3 separate regions of the Mus musculus genome follow, and all the other regions are linked to region 1. Evidence: chromatin contacts called from public promoter capture Hi-C data. All regions are on one chromosome and are shown on one strand. The core of a region is the stretch at or near the end of the contact, and the rest is flanking DNA. Distances in the headings are between cores, read along the strand shown.

What was found. Promoter capture Hi-C pulls out the DNA fragments that hold promoters and counts their contacts.
Region 2: a contact with region 1 is called in a promoter capture Hi-C map of embryonic stem cells, with 4 times the contacts expected there. The contact joins the enhancer-like site here to the promoter of Oxr1 in region 1. A contact is called at or near these places in 4 of 39 promoter capture datasets (embryonic stem cells and stem cell-derived epiblast-like cells), 6 of 115 datasets of contacts at active chromatin or transcription factors (bone marrow-derived dendritic cells, bone marrow-derived macrophages, embryonic stem cells and 1 more) and 3 of 9 other capture datasets (adipose tissue, embryonic stem cells and liver).
Region 3: a contact with region 1 is called in a promoter capture Hi-C map of hippocampal neurons, with 2.6 times the contacts expected there. The contact joins the enhancer-like site here to the promoter of Oxr1 in region 1. A contact is called at or near these places in 9 of 39 promoter capture datasets (the 3T3-L1 cell line, embryonic stem cells, hippocampal neurons and 3 more), 17 of 484 Hi-C or Micro-C datasets (the AML12 cell line, the HL-1 cell line, the N1E-115 cell line and 7 more), 9 of 115 datasets of contacts at active chromatin or transcription factors (astrocytes, bone marrow-derived macrophages, cardiomyocytes and 3 more) and 5 of 9 other capture datasets (adipose tissue, embryonic stem cells, liver and 2 more).

Annotation. Positions count from the first base shown.
Region 1 is chr15:41,445,633-41,450,067 of GRCm38.p6, forward strand. It overlaps Oxr1 (oxidation resistance 1), which reads left to right and starts at 1,850. Exons shown (of 17, transcript NM_001130166.1): 1 at 1,850-1,957.
Region 2 is chr15:41,740,021-41,744,455 of GRCm38.p6, forward strand. All of the region lies in intron 3 of Oxr1 (oxidation resistance 1), which reads left to right. Among named protein-coding and RNA genes, the nearest start is that of Abra, 130 kb to the right of the region's middle. Within about 2 kb of position 2,056, at least 29 of the 459 cell types and tissues checked have an H3K27ac peak or open chromatin away from gene starts, as enhancers often do. A contact at or near this core is called in embryonic stem cells, where this site is marked.
Region 3 is chr15:41,716,949-41,721,383 of GRCm38.p6, forward strand. All of the region lies in intron 3 of Oxr1 (oxidation resistance 1), which reads left to right. Among named protein-coding and RNA genes, the nearest start is that of Abra, 150 kb to the right of the region's middle. Within about 2 kb of position 2,608, at least 15 of the 459 cell types and tissues checked have an H3K27ac peak or open chromatin away from gene starts, as enhancers often do. A contact at or near this core is called in the HL-1 cell line and hippocampal neurons, where this site is marked.

The sequences.
Region 1 (4,435 bases), core at 600-3,099:
ATTGCAAATTGAAGGATCTGATTTAGGAGTATGTCTTGAGCAGAGACATACACTGTTATAGCGCTGTTAAAAAGTACAACCGTGTGCCTTCTGTTGGCAAGCCAAGCTTTCCTAAGTCTCAATAATGGCAAGTGAATGCATTTTTATTGAGCATGTACTGTGAGCTCTTGGTGAAGCTCAGTTCTAGTCCATGCATAACCTCAAAAGACATAAATGAACTGGGATAAAATAGTCACTTTCAAGAGAACGCAAAATCTAGGCTCTGGATTTCCTTCTTACAAGTAGAGAAAACAAGATTACCAAATTCATTAGCTGCACTGAAAACTGCGCCTAGTTTCCTGATTTCTTACTCTAACTACAGCTATGGATTTCAGGAAATAATAGGTTATATTTAAACTTGGGTAATTTCTCATCCGGCAGATTTTGGGTTCAATTAGGTATTATTTCAGGCAACAGTTGTCTCCAGGCTTCAACGTCCTCTTCTGTCAAATAAAAGCAATGAATTCTTAACTGATGAATCTAATTTGGTGACTTCCAGAGAAAAAGCTAAAACTATAACTTGACCCAGGAAATATGTGAACATCTCATTCTTATAATTGAAATCTTTATTGATTTTTTCAGGGTAAAAAATAATGGGTTTCATTACGAAATGCATGTACATCACTATGCTTTTCTCAAATTCATTTCTTTTCCTTTTCAGTATAAATATTTCCTCCTCCCCTTTCCTCTTGGCTTTCGTTTTACAGACTGATGGACGTTTCACTTTCAAAGGAGAGAAGAGATAACACTAGTTGTCAGCAATTGAGGTGGGGTATCCTGGAGATTAATAGTGAGAACCCACTCACTACCAGGTTTTGAGAGGCCTTTGGGCTGATTTGCTGGTCGGATTGATGCAGTCTCATCTTGGCAAAGGGACCGACTTCCTTCAAGAAAGGGCCGAGGTCCAGTCTACCTAGTTGTACTTTGGCCCCTACCCCTACTCCTCTCTCATAATTTCCCAGGCAGAGTTGGAAAGGTGGGAGCGGTGGAAGTAGAAGGCAGCAGGCAGGGAAAGTAAATTACAGTTCAGGCAACAGGAACAGTGCCTCCAAGGTCAGGCTGAGTGTCAACTAATTATGTAAAATCCTGCGGAAATAGAAGTCGGGGAGAAGCCCAGCCTACTCTTGTATTTAAGGAGATCTTTCCAGAGCCCCTTTCAACCCACAGCCCCATACCTTCACCCTTTGGCCAGATCTTTGTATTTTGCCCGCCTTCCTTGATTTCTCGTTCCAATTCCACCAGAATAACCCTGAAAACTTTTTTCTTCCTCTTGGTAAGTCAGTAGCAGAGGAGCTTTCCCATAATTTCAGACCAGTATCTTCTCGATGTCTCTGTCTAAGGCCCTGAGGCTAGGGCTGCTGGGCAGCTCTGGGGACCGGGGACGGGAAGGGGTGCCATACCCCGCAGCCTGGAGTTGGGACTCTGCTCTGGCTACCCTGGCAGGTGTCTGTTCTTGGGGCACGGTTTCCCAGGGCAGGGGTCCAGGAGGACGCCAGCTCCCGGAGCCCGAGAGTTCGCTGCGGGGACGCGCGGAAAGGGGGTGCGCTGGCAGCCGGTAGCTTCCTTCCGCAGGAGCTATTTTTAGCAGGGCTTCGCCCCCCCTTTTCCCGGAGCCGCCGGCGTGGTCGCCTCCAGCTCGTGGCCGTCGCTCTGCAGCTCGGCGCCGCCTCCCCCGCCGCGGATGGCTCTTGGTAGCTTCCACGCGGGCAGGTCCGGAAACTGAGCAAGTCTGCAAGCGCTCCGCGGCCCCGGCGGCGGCGACGGCGGTGGGGGCAGAGCTGGGCTGCGTCAGGCTGAGCGCAGTCCGCGCGCGGCCGCGGGAGCGCAGTGCCAGCGCCGCCCGGCCCCACCGAGAGGGGCGCACTCGCCGCTACGGGGCTCGCACCGCTCGCCGCAGCCCCCTCCCGCCGACCCGCAAGTAAGTTTGTGCGGCTGCTGGGCGCCGCCGGGGCGAGGGCTAGGCGCTGGGGGAGCTGGGGATGGCGAGCGGGAAGAGCGCCTGGACACCCGGAGAGCGGGCAGCCTTCTGCCTCCGGAGTCCCGCGCTTCTCCCAACCGCTGGGCAGGTAGAGAGCTCCTGCTTACAAGGATGCTCTAGCAAAAGCTATAATGAGCAGACCCCGGAGGGTAGGACTGGCTCAGGGTTCAGGTGTGGGTCACTCTGGAAGGAAGAAGGACCGCGGATGAGGGAGCGGACCCGGCAGGCCAGGAGCCGGCTAGTGCCCGATGGGGAAGGGAAGGTTTGGAGAGCAGGGACCTGCCTGGGAACAGCCAAAAAGGGAAAGTGGTGTCCCTAGGACTGACAGAGGGTCAGAGAGCAAAATAGAAGGGCGGTGTGTCCTGAACCAGGATGACAGAAGGGGAGATAGATGGAAAGTGGGGCGTGTGAAAAGCGGATTTGTAGGAGAGTAAAGGACGCCAGTGGAAGGGTCAGTGGGCGCCTGATGGGCGGGTGAACTTGGTTAATTCGGGGAATCAGAACAAGCTTAGGTAGATATGATGGAAAGAGGCAGATTTAATTCAAGCCTCCGGAGGGAGTGTGTGAGGCAACACGTTGTGAGAACCAGCGGGTTTAGAAAGTGGCCTGGAAGGGAGGGCTGGAAAGGTGATGAGGGATATGGGGGAATGTGAGCAGGGAGTGGGGTAGATTCATGCCTAGGATAGGGAGGAAGGGGAGTTGCAAACCTGTGCATAGGGTTGGAGGCTTCCGTGAGTCAAGTCCCATGGTAGAGGTTTAGAGGTACTTCTCTGAGGTTCCTCTTCCATCTCCTATCTGGTTTGGAGGCTCCTAGGATCCTGGACAGAGATGAAGCAGGGAGGAAGGTAGTCACTTAAGGGGAGCCACCAGTGCTTTCGCTTACCGGATTGTGTATCCGGGTTCCTTTTAAGCAATGTGGGGCTGGGTTTGTGCGTTACACAGAGGGGGAGTGGTGTGTGTTCTAGGCCAAGGGGATCCCTAGTCTCCTATGGGGAGGGGGAATTTGTGTTTTGGGCTGGTTAGTAAGGTAGAAGTCTGCAGCGTGCAACACGCAGCAGGGGGTGTACATGCATGCGCTTTGCAGGTGCGTGGTGCAGGCCAGGGGTCCTCCGAGCTGTGCAGTCTGTCTCCACGACTGGGAGATCAGGACTCTGGACGTGGTCCAGGACAGGATTAAGGGAAACGTGCTTCCGCTTCCAGTATGTCTTCTGCCTCCTTTTGCTGGTTACATTCTTTCTGGCCCAGTGATGGGTTTCCATAGCCTCCCTCTGGTTACCTTTTATTTGAAACCTGATGCTGTTTGTCTCCCCTGATTTCTGTGCTTAGAGGATGCATCTCAGGCAGGGTTGTTCCCATCTTTCTACTCAGGGAAGGAATCTGAGAAGTCCCTGATGTCACAGGGGCTCTGGAATCATGGGGCCTTCTCAAAGGACATGATGATCATAACATCTGTGGATTCCGTAAGCAGGTAGCTTCAAATGGACTGGGAGAGGCAGTGAGTAGGTTGGGAACAGTGACCATTACTTACCTGTGTTTTGAAGGGGGGTGGGGGGGCTTCCTCTCAGTTCCAGGCATGCAAATCAATGACTTACGAAGGGAAAGACCAGATTAGTTCAATAAGCATCGGAAATTATGTTGCAAAATAAAATGTCCATTTGACTAGCAGAGATTTTACCCACCAGCTACATGAATCAAGAAGAATCTGCAGGTTCCAGGTTGAGAAATGGCAATGAAGAGGTGGGTGTCACCACGACCACGTCTTCTCAAGCTCTGTCTAGCTGAGCATGGTTTGTTGGTGGGCAGCTTTTAAAGCTGCACTGTTGGAGTAGGAAATGAAGCTGAAGCAGGGGCTGGAAACCGGGGCCATCTGTGTGCACTAAGGACGGAGGAGGGTTCGACTTGCGGTCCCAGACTGCTGTTTCAGAGGATCGGTCTCTGATTATGTGTCATGACTGATATGTTTAGCACATCAAATTGAGGGGTGTGTGCGTGCGGGTGCATTTGTGTGTGTGTGTGCGTGTGCGCGCGCACACACGCGCTTGCTCATGTGTGCTTGGTGGTGGTGGTGGTGGTAGGGTGTCAGTATTCAGAAGAAGAGAAGCCAGAACTTCATTGAGGAGTGGGATGTGGGCTTTTTCCCTTTGCTTTTCTTTTCTTCTTTTCTTTCTTTCTTGCCTTTTTTGTTTGTTTGTTTTTGTTTTTGTTTTTGTTTTTTTTTTTTTTGAGTTTTCACAGTCTTGCCTGACCTATGGAGTGACATAACAAAAAGAGAGTACTCATCTAGTGGCCAGGAGCTGCCCTTTTTACCTCATTGGTTGGGCCAGATTGGGGGGAGGGGGACGTCACTGTTTGAAAATATATCTACTTTTATAGAGATCTGGAAGGTGGGAAATTTGAATAATAAGGGGGTATTTTTTT
Region 2 (4,435 bases), core at 806-3,305, 290 kb after region 1:
ACTTGACTGTTGTTATTACAATAGGTCCACAGGCATGATTGACAAAAAATTCCCACCTCAAAGGCAGCGAACTATCAAACATCTCATCTGGTAAGACATTAGTGCTCCACCATATGGTGATATTCATAGGTTACAGAAAGCAGAATAAAGACACATTTCGAGGTCATCATTCTGCCAACAATATCAGAATACCAGCCTCTTGGAAGCCACTCAAAGCATGCTGCCCTTTGCTGTGGAGGAAGAGTCCTTCCTGTATGCCTTGTAATATTTAGGTAAGTGGATGCCAACTGACCAGTGTCCCAGAAACTAAGAGAGCCCAAAGCTCCAGCTCACTGAGTTTCGACACCTTGTGCAAACACTAGTTTGGGCACTCTGCCTAGAAATTTGGGGGATAAAAGAACAACGCCGTTGTCCTATCTAACCTAGAGCCTTGTTGTCTGAAGCAGCTGCCCCTTCCCCTCTTTGCATGCCTTTCTTAAGGGCACTATACTACTACACTAACAACTTACTTAGATACAGAAGTTGAATGCTCACTCCGCTATCAAAGTTAAAGCTCCATACACCCAGCTCTGAGGTTGGCAACTCTCCCCAGTAGTCCACGTGTGTTTGAACTCATCTCCAGACTTCTAATACATTTCTTTGGCTCACACCATCTCTCTCTGTTGTGAGAGAAGCACAACTATTCTCTCCTGTGCATGTGAACATTTGGAGTCAAATGCTATCTTGTAGACCCTAGTGCTTTCTGCTCTTTCCTGATGATGTTCCAATGTAATCAATCACCTGGGAGACATACTTCGCCTTTCTTCATTGTTAAATAGGCTTCCTGTGCTTGTGCTCCGGCAGCTGTTTTTTTTTGTTGTTGTTTGTTTGTTTTGTTTTTTGTTTTTGTTTTGTTTTGTTTTTTTCCGAGACAGGGTTTCTCCATATTGTCCTGGCTGTCTGGCTGTCCTGGAACTCACTCTGTAGACCAGGCTGGCCTTGAACTCAGAAATTCACCTGCCTCTGCCTCCCAAGTGCTGGGATTAAAGGCGTGCACCACCACGCCTGGCTTCCTGTAGCAGTTTTTAAAAGGGTCCATGTCATATGGAAGGAGCATCTACTGAGATGGATGCATTCCAGTAATGACCTTGGCTGGTTGCTAATGCGTGCAAGCATGGAGCCACCTTCCGTCTACAGATGAAGCCTTCTGTCCCCTGCTTTCCTTCCTCCACTGACTGTGCCAGCAACCTGAAGAAGGCTCAGTTCTCTTCTCTCCCCTGATTCTGCCTTCAGTCTCTCTTCTGCCTTGTATTGGATCAGCCCTTGTTAGTGTGTTAAAGGGTACTAGGAGCTATTTCAAGCACCCACCATATGCCAGCCCCTGTGTTTAAGATATTCTGCATATATTGTCTCCTTCAATCCTAATTTAATACCTTAGTGGGTAGATATTATTTCTCTCTCTCTTTTGTACTCTAGATGCAACTGGGGCACATAGACCTTTATGTTGTCCAGAAAAAGCAATGAGGTAACAGTAGCAGGGAGAATTCAATCTCAGATTCACCAGATTTCAAAGCCCCTATTGTTTACCTATTCTCTATGAGCCTGTTATTCAGTTCTGGTTTTAAGGCATGCATCTCTTTCTTGCTGGAGTTCATGGATTCTGTGGCAGATTTCTCAGAGACCCTAATGACAGATGTATTCTTGTTCATGTTGGTGGCGGTTCCTGTGGGCAGCTAAGGACTCCAGTGTGTACTGTTTTGATCACTGGACAAACATCTTCCTTGTAGGTGGTTGTGCAGATCAATCCAGGTACATTTCTCAAAGTTTCTATGTTGAACCGCAGTTAAAGAAGGAAGAAAATTTTCAGGTGTGGGTGACTTTGAGCCAAAATCACCTAAATTAGGATCCTAGTGAAGGAAAATGATCCTGACAAATCCATTCCTTTTTAACTAAAGATCAACCTTTAGTGTAACCAATGGCAGGCCAAAACTTGCTTTTCTTCTTTGAACAAAACACCCACAAAGGGAAACAGAAACCAGTTTAGCAGCTTCACTAGGGCGTTCAGAGGCTTCCTGTAACTAAAGCTTCCCATTGTGCCTCAGGTCCTGGTAAACTGGGAATGCTTCCTCCTCTAGACTCCTTGCTGCAAGACCACAAATTTACTTCTGCCAATGCTTTATATCCTGCCTTTCCTTAGTAGGAATCTGAATCTTAAATACTATTTGGTCGGTCGAGTGGGCTTTGTACCTCGGTCCAGTACTCTACCTCATCCTTTGTTTATTTTGACAGCACTTAAGGAGAGAGAGGGTGGGGCGGGAGGGAGGGGGATGGGGAGGAAAGGGGGAGGGAGAGAGGGAGAGGGAGAGAAAACAATCCTTTAATCCCAGGACTAGGGAGGCAGAGGCAGGCAGATCTCTCTGAGTTTGAGCCCAACTATGTCTACAGAGAGAGGTCCAGGACAGCCAGGACTACATAGGGAAACCTGTTTCCAACCTGCCTCACCCCTCTAAGAGGAAAAAACAAACAAACAAGAGAACAAAGTGCAACTTAAATAGCATAATAGCATGGTCTCCTGTCTCGAAAAAATAAAAAAACAAACAAACAAACAAACAAAAAAACCCCACTTTCTAGATCTTATGTTTTCCTACTCATGAAACAGCATAAAATCAAGTGCCACATACTAAAAAGGTCCATCTGGGAACATAGTATCCTTGTCCTTGTCTTCTCTAGATAGATGGGAAAGTTACAAGAAATGACCGTTTTATATATATATACATACATATATATATATATATACACACACACACACACACACACACCCTAAATTCATGAATTATACTGATTACTTAAATATCTGCATTTTCCTTCCTGTGAGAGACATAACAAGGTTTGGAGGATATATATATATATATATATATATATATATATATATATATATATATATATACATACATATATATATGTATATATATATATATATATATATATATATATACATATATATGAAAATCATCCTATATACAGTTGGGGAAGCTGAAAAAATACACCTTATCCTGAAAATTAATGCAGCCTAGAGTTATTAATGGACGAGTAGTCAAAACTGGGACAGAGACATGAGATTATTAAGAAGTATATTAAATCAATGTAGAATTTACTCAAATCTAAACGTTACATTGTGTTATTTTTTAAGCATGAATAACCATAAGAAATATGCATTTAAGTAAATGAGGTAGAGGACTACAATGTGTGTAATTTGTTGTCAAATAAGTCAGCAAATATTTTTCTGTGTGTGTGTGTGTGTGTGTGTGTACGCGCGCACGCGTGCGTGTGTATGTGTGTGTGTGTGTGCACATACAAATGTGCATGTGTATGTGGAGGAGAGAAAACCCAAACAGAAAGTAAGTGGGATAAAACAGTGATAGTGCTGAGTCTAAATACAAACTGTATAAGAACACTTTGCCCCTAGGTAATATCAGTTCATATCTAAGATGCTGCCATCTAAATTACTCACCCTGAAGATTATTACAAACTTTAGACCAATATCTCCAACTGTTACTTAGTCATGTCCATTAGGATACACCAGAGGTACTCCAATATTAGCCTTTCAAAGTTGATTTTATATCATTTGCCCTTTAAACTCATTTCCTTCTCCATTCTCTAGTGCCAAACTAGTTCTTTCCTCTCCCTTCCAAGGCCCAACAAACATTGCCACAACTAGCCAAAAAATAGAAAATAATTAAAAATTAAAAAAAAATCAAGCCACCCTCTAAAGCCTCCTGAATTAATTCACCTCTCTTAATCCCTACTGCCATAATTGTGCTTCATAGAGCACACAGATTACAACCATCAGCTCAGAGGTGGTCTCCTATATTCAGGACATATCTCTCTGTAACCCATTACATGACTTATGGTTAATTTCTAAAGGTCAAATCTGATTCCATTAATGCTCTGCTTAAAATCCTAATTGTATCCCTGTGGCTCTGAGATTAAAATCAAAATTGTCAAAAATAATTTACAAGCTCTATGAAGGCACTTGTTTCCTAGAATGTCATCTCTCTCCTATTTTCTGTCCCCTCGAAGCCACAGTGGGCTTCATCATGAGTTGGTCTTTGTGCCTTGAACACTTTCTCCATGCCACCCCACCCTCATAAAAGCTAATCTTTTAATAATATAATCCCATTTACTTGATCTATTAGTACTTTTAAATCACAATTTAGATGATGTCAGTTAACACATGCTACCCAAAGTATGATTAATTTAGAAGGAAATTTAAAATATAATACCATTATTATTCATACATTGATTAATCTGGCATATATCAATTGTGCTTTCAATCAGTTCAATTTTCTATAAATATTTCTTGAACACCTGCTGAATGGCTACGTGTGTTTGGGTCATAAAGCAGGCATGCTTTGCTATCTGACAGTATTGGTTTAGATGCAGGGACTGTATTGAA
Region 3 (4,435 bases), core at 1,358-3,857, 270 kb after region 1:
ATCATCGTACTTCAGAAAACATGACAGGTGGACATATTTTGTGTACGTTTTCAAAGTAGGGGAATGACTGATGACTACCCTGCGGGCTGTAAGAAAGTAGAGAGGAAGAAGGAGAAAACGACAGAAGGGGCGTTACAAGTTCTCAAGGGTATTTTAACCACAAAGTCCTCAGTCCACTCTCAACTGAGCAGAATGAGAGTAGAGCAGGTTTGTTGGAAACTCAGTAGTTTATTTCCAAACATTTATGTTGAGTTTCATACATGAGCAAGCTCTCTACCTGGGATAAGCTTGCAGCAAATACAAATCTAGAACTCCTCAAGAAGTCTATAGTAGAAATATCTTTTGAGACTTTAACATACAGATGATAATAGAATATGAACAAATTCACCAAAGGAGGCATAGATTGATGGTTGAGAATTTTTACATATATGTTTATAAGGGATATCGCTCTACAATTTTCATCTTCCTTTGGGTTTTGTGTGGTATCAGGGAAATAATGTCATTGTACCAAGAATTAACAAATGTTCCTTCAGCTTCAATCTTCCAGAAGAATGTAAGCAGTATTGACATTTATTCTTTTTTGTAGCTCTGATAGAACTTAATTACTGCTTCTGTTTTACTAGAGGCTTATGTTGGTATGTTATACTGGCTTCTCTGCTCTTGATTTACCATTTGCAGATGGAATATATTGAGAAATTTATACATTTATTTTGGATTTTCCACTTTGTTATAGCATAGGTTTTTTTTTTTGTTTTGTTTTGTTTTTAAAGTATTCCCTTAAGAGTCTCTGGATTTCCTTGCTGTCTCTTGTGATGTCTTTCTTTTACTTACAACTTTATTAATTTAGATCCTTTCTCTCTGTCTTTTAGATAAATTGGTTAATGGTTGGTCAGTCTTATTGATTTTCTCAAAGAACCAACTCTTCATTTTATTGATTCTCCATTGTGTGTGTGTGCATGCCGCATGTGTACATGTGCCTGTGTGTGCCTGTTTGTATGTGTGCATGCCGCATGTGTACATGTGCCTGTGTGTGTGTTTCGATTTCATTGATTTCTGCCCCGAGTTTGATGATTTCTTGCCATATACGCTTTTTGGGTGTTATTTCGTTTTGATGTAGAGCTTTCAGGTGTGCCAATGAGTTACTAATAGTAAACCTGCCCAATTATTTGATACTATTTAGTACTACGAACTTGCTTCTTAGAACTGCCTTCCTTGGGTATTATCTTAGTTAGGGTTTCTGTTGCTGCAACAAAGTACCATGAACAAAAGACAGGTTGTGGAGGAATTTGGCTTATACTTCCATATTGCTGTTCATCAGCAAAGGAAGTCAGGACAGGAGCTGTAACAGGGCAGGGACCTGGAAGCAGGAGCTGATGCAGTAGCCATGTGAGGATGGTGCTGCTTACTGGCTTGCTCTTCCTGGCACGATTGGCCTGCTTTCTCACAGAACTCTGGACCACCAGCCCAGGGCAGGCATCAGCTGTGAAGGGATGGGCCCTCCCCACATCAATTACTAAGTAAGAGAATGCTTTATGGGTGGATGTTATGGAGGCATTTTCTCAATTAAGGTTCCCTCCTTTCCAATAAACCTAGTTTGTATCAAGTTCACCTAAGACTAGCCAGCACATGTTTATAATTTCATTCAGTTCTATAAAGTTTCTAATTTTCTTGTGAATTTCTGTCATGGCCCATTTTTCTCTCAGTAGTGAGTTGTTCACTTTCCACCAGTTTATGAACTTCTGTTGTTGTTGGTATTTAGCTTTAATTCATGGTGGTCAGGTAGCATGCACAGTGCTTTTTCAATGTTTTTGTATCTGTTCAGAGTTGCTTTGGGTCTGACTGCTTTGTGGTCAATTTCAGAGAAACTTCCATGAGCTGTCTAGAAGAAACTATGTTAATTTGTGTTTAAATGGAAAAATCTATAGATGTCTGTTAGCTCCATTTGATTTGATGATGGTATTTAACTCCAGGATTTCTCTGTTTAATTTTTGTCTGGATGACCTGTCTATTGGTGAGAGTGGGATATTGAAGTTACAAACTAATTGCCATCCCTCATTTCCTTTCAAAACAAGCAGTTTCTTGTAATGTCACACAGTAGGGGTAAAGCTCCCACTAAGAGCTCTGTGTTGTTGCTGCATGAGTCTAGGCAGACTACTTAAGTTCAGATTAGTTCGTTTCATTGTTTCATATGTAACTCAAAATTTTTGTGAGTTACACAGTGTAATTGTCTATTCATTTACTCTTATTCCCCACTTCTGGAAAACAGGACAAAGCTGAAAACAAGAACTGTAGCTACGTCCCTAGTCCAGCTCTTCCAGGGCCTGTAACTAACTGCTTCCCACTTGAATAAAGGCAGCAGTCAAGCCTGGGTTTTCCTGGATCGATGAACTAAAAGCTTCCGTTTATCCAGAGAGAAAGGATAGCTTAACACCTCTTTTAAGGCATCAGCTCTTTTCTTATTTCATAAAAAGTAAATGCACGTTTTACCCATTTAACAGTAAGCGCGATGGTACTCATTTAGTGGGAAGCAAGGGGACAGAGGTCCTTAGAATCATAGATGCCTTTGTTCCAAGGCAGTGCTGCCATCTGCTGCTGGAGACACAGTTTTTCTTCCCATGTCCACAATTTAGTCAGACTCCCACCAGTGGAGGGGAACCTTAACCCCTGAAACTGAACATACTGCTGTGGGTGGTGGAGGGGAACCTTAGCCCCTGAAACTGAACATACTGCTGTGGGTGGGGGAGGGGAACCTTAGTCCCTGAAACTGAACATACTGCTGTGGGTGGGGGAGGGGTACCTTAATCCCTGAAACTGAACATACTGCTGTGGGTGGGGGAGGGAGACTTACGATTAGAATATTGAGAAGCACTTCATCTTAGCTTATCTCCTTACCCTGTCCCTACTAAGTGTTTATTGAATCCCCATTACCATGCAGAAATGAAAGATCAGGACCTCTACTAACAGAGTTTATATGCATGTATGAATAACTAGCCAGTAAACAGGAAAGAGCATCAATGCATAAATAAGATGGTGGCATGTGCATGAAACATAGCGGTAGTCCATATATATGGACACGGTGAGTGCCTAAAACTAAAGTTTTCAAGGAGGTAATGTGAACTCAGTAAGGAGGGAGGGAGAGACAAGACTAGGAAAGCTAAGAACTAGGAAGTAAATGGAGAAAATCTGACCTGCATTTGAATGTGCAGAAAACAGCATGAATGAAGCCCCCCTCCCAAAGGTGAGTTTGGAATATGAAAGGCAGGAAAATTAAAAGAGTCATTCTTGAGTTAGTAGAGAAACAAGCACGGGAAGCCAGGGATGGTGGTACACACCCAAAATCCCAGAATTTGGGAGGAAGGGATGGGAGGATTGAGAGTAAAAGGTCATGAGCTAAAAGCAGTATCTTTGAGATCATTTGGGATACAAGAGACCTTGTCTCACCTTCTGCCCCCTAAAAAGGAGAGGCAGCTGCATGCAGGATGGCTGAAATCTGGAAAAGGAGTTTGGATTTCATTACAAATAGCGAGAGGAAGAAAACCTTTGAAGGATTTTTAACCAGAGAAGTGACCTCATTTATGATATAAGAAACTCCAAACGCTGACACCATTACATACACTAGCAAGATTTTGCTGAAAGGACCCAGATGTAGCTGTCTCTTGTGAGTCTATGCTGGGGCCTAGCAAACACAGAAGTGGATGCTCACAGTCAGCTATTGGATGGATCACAGGACCCCCCAATGGAGGAGCTAGAGAAAGTACCCAAGGAGCTGAAGGGATCTGCAACCCTATAGGTGGAACAACAATATGGACTAACCAGTACCCTGGAGCTCTTGTCTCTAGCTGCATATGTATCAAAAGATGGCCTAGTCGGCCATCAGTGGAAAGAGAGGCCCATTGGACATGCAAACTTTATATGCCCCGGTACAGGGGAACGCCAGGGCCAAGAAGTGGGAGTGGGTGGGTGGGGGAGTGGGTAGGGGAGCGTGTGGGGACTTCTGGGATAGCATTGGAAATGTAAATGAAATAAATACCTAATTTAAAAAAAAGAAACTCACTGTATAAGTTCAGAAAAACATAGTATCTACCAAGAGCTGGTAAAAGGAAACTAATTGGAGTAACTGGTAATCTAACCCCCAAGGCCTCCTCTACTGTAAGAATAACTTCCTAATCCCTAGAGAGCCCTCCCCAGAGCCTGCAGTCTACTTCATATCAATGTCTGCTGGTGTCTCTCAGAGTGACCCAAGCAGTAACTATGAAAGCCATCTGATAATAGAATGATAATAACCAGACTCAGTTGTGGTACCATCCAGTTCATGTGTAGATAACCTCACTGTACCTCAACATAGTCCATAGCAGGTGATTACATTCGTGGCTATTTAAATCACCATACCCCATATCTTCAGCCTGGTCCTTGCAAAGTCTGTACTTCATAATAC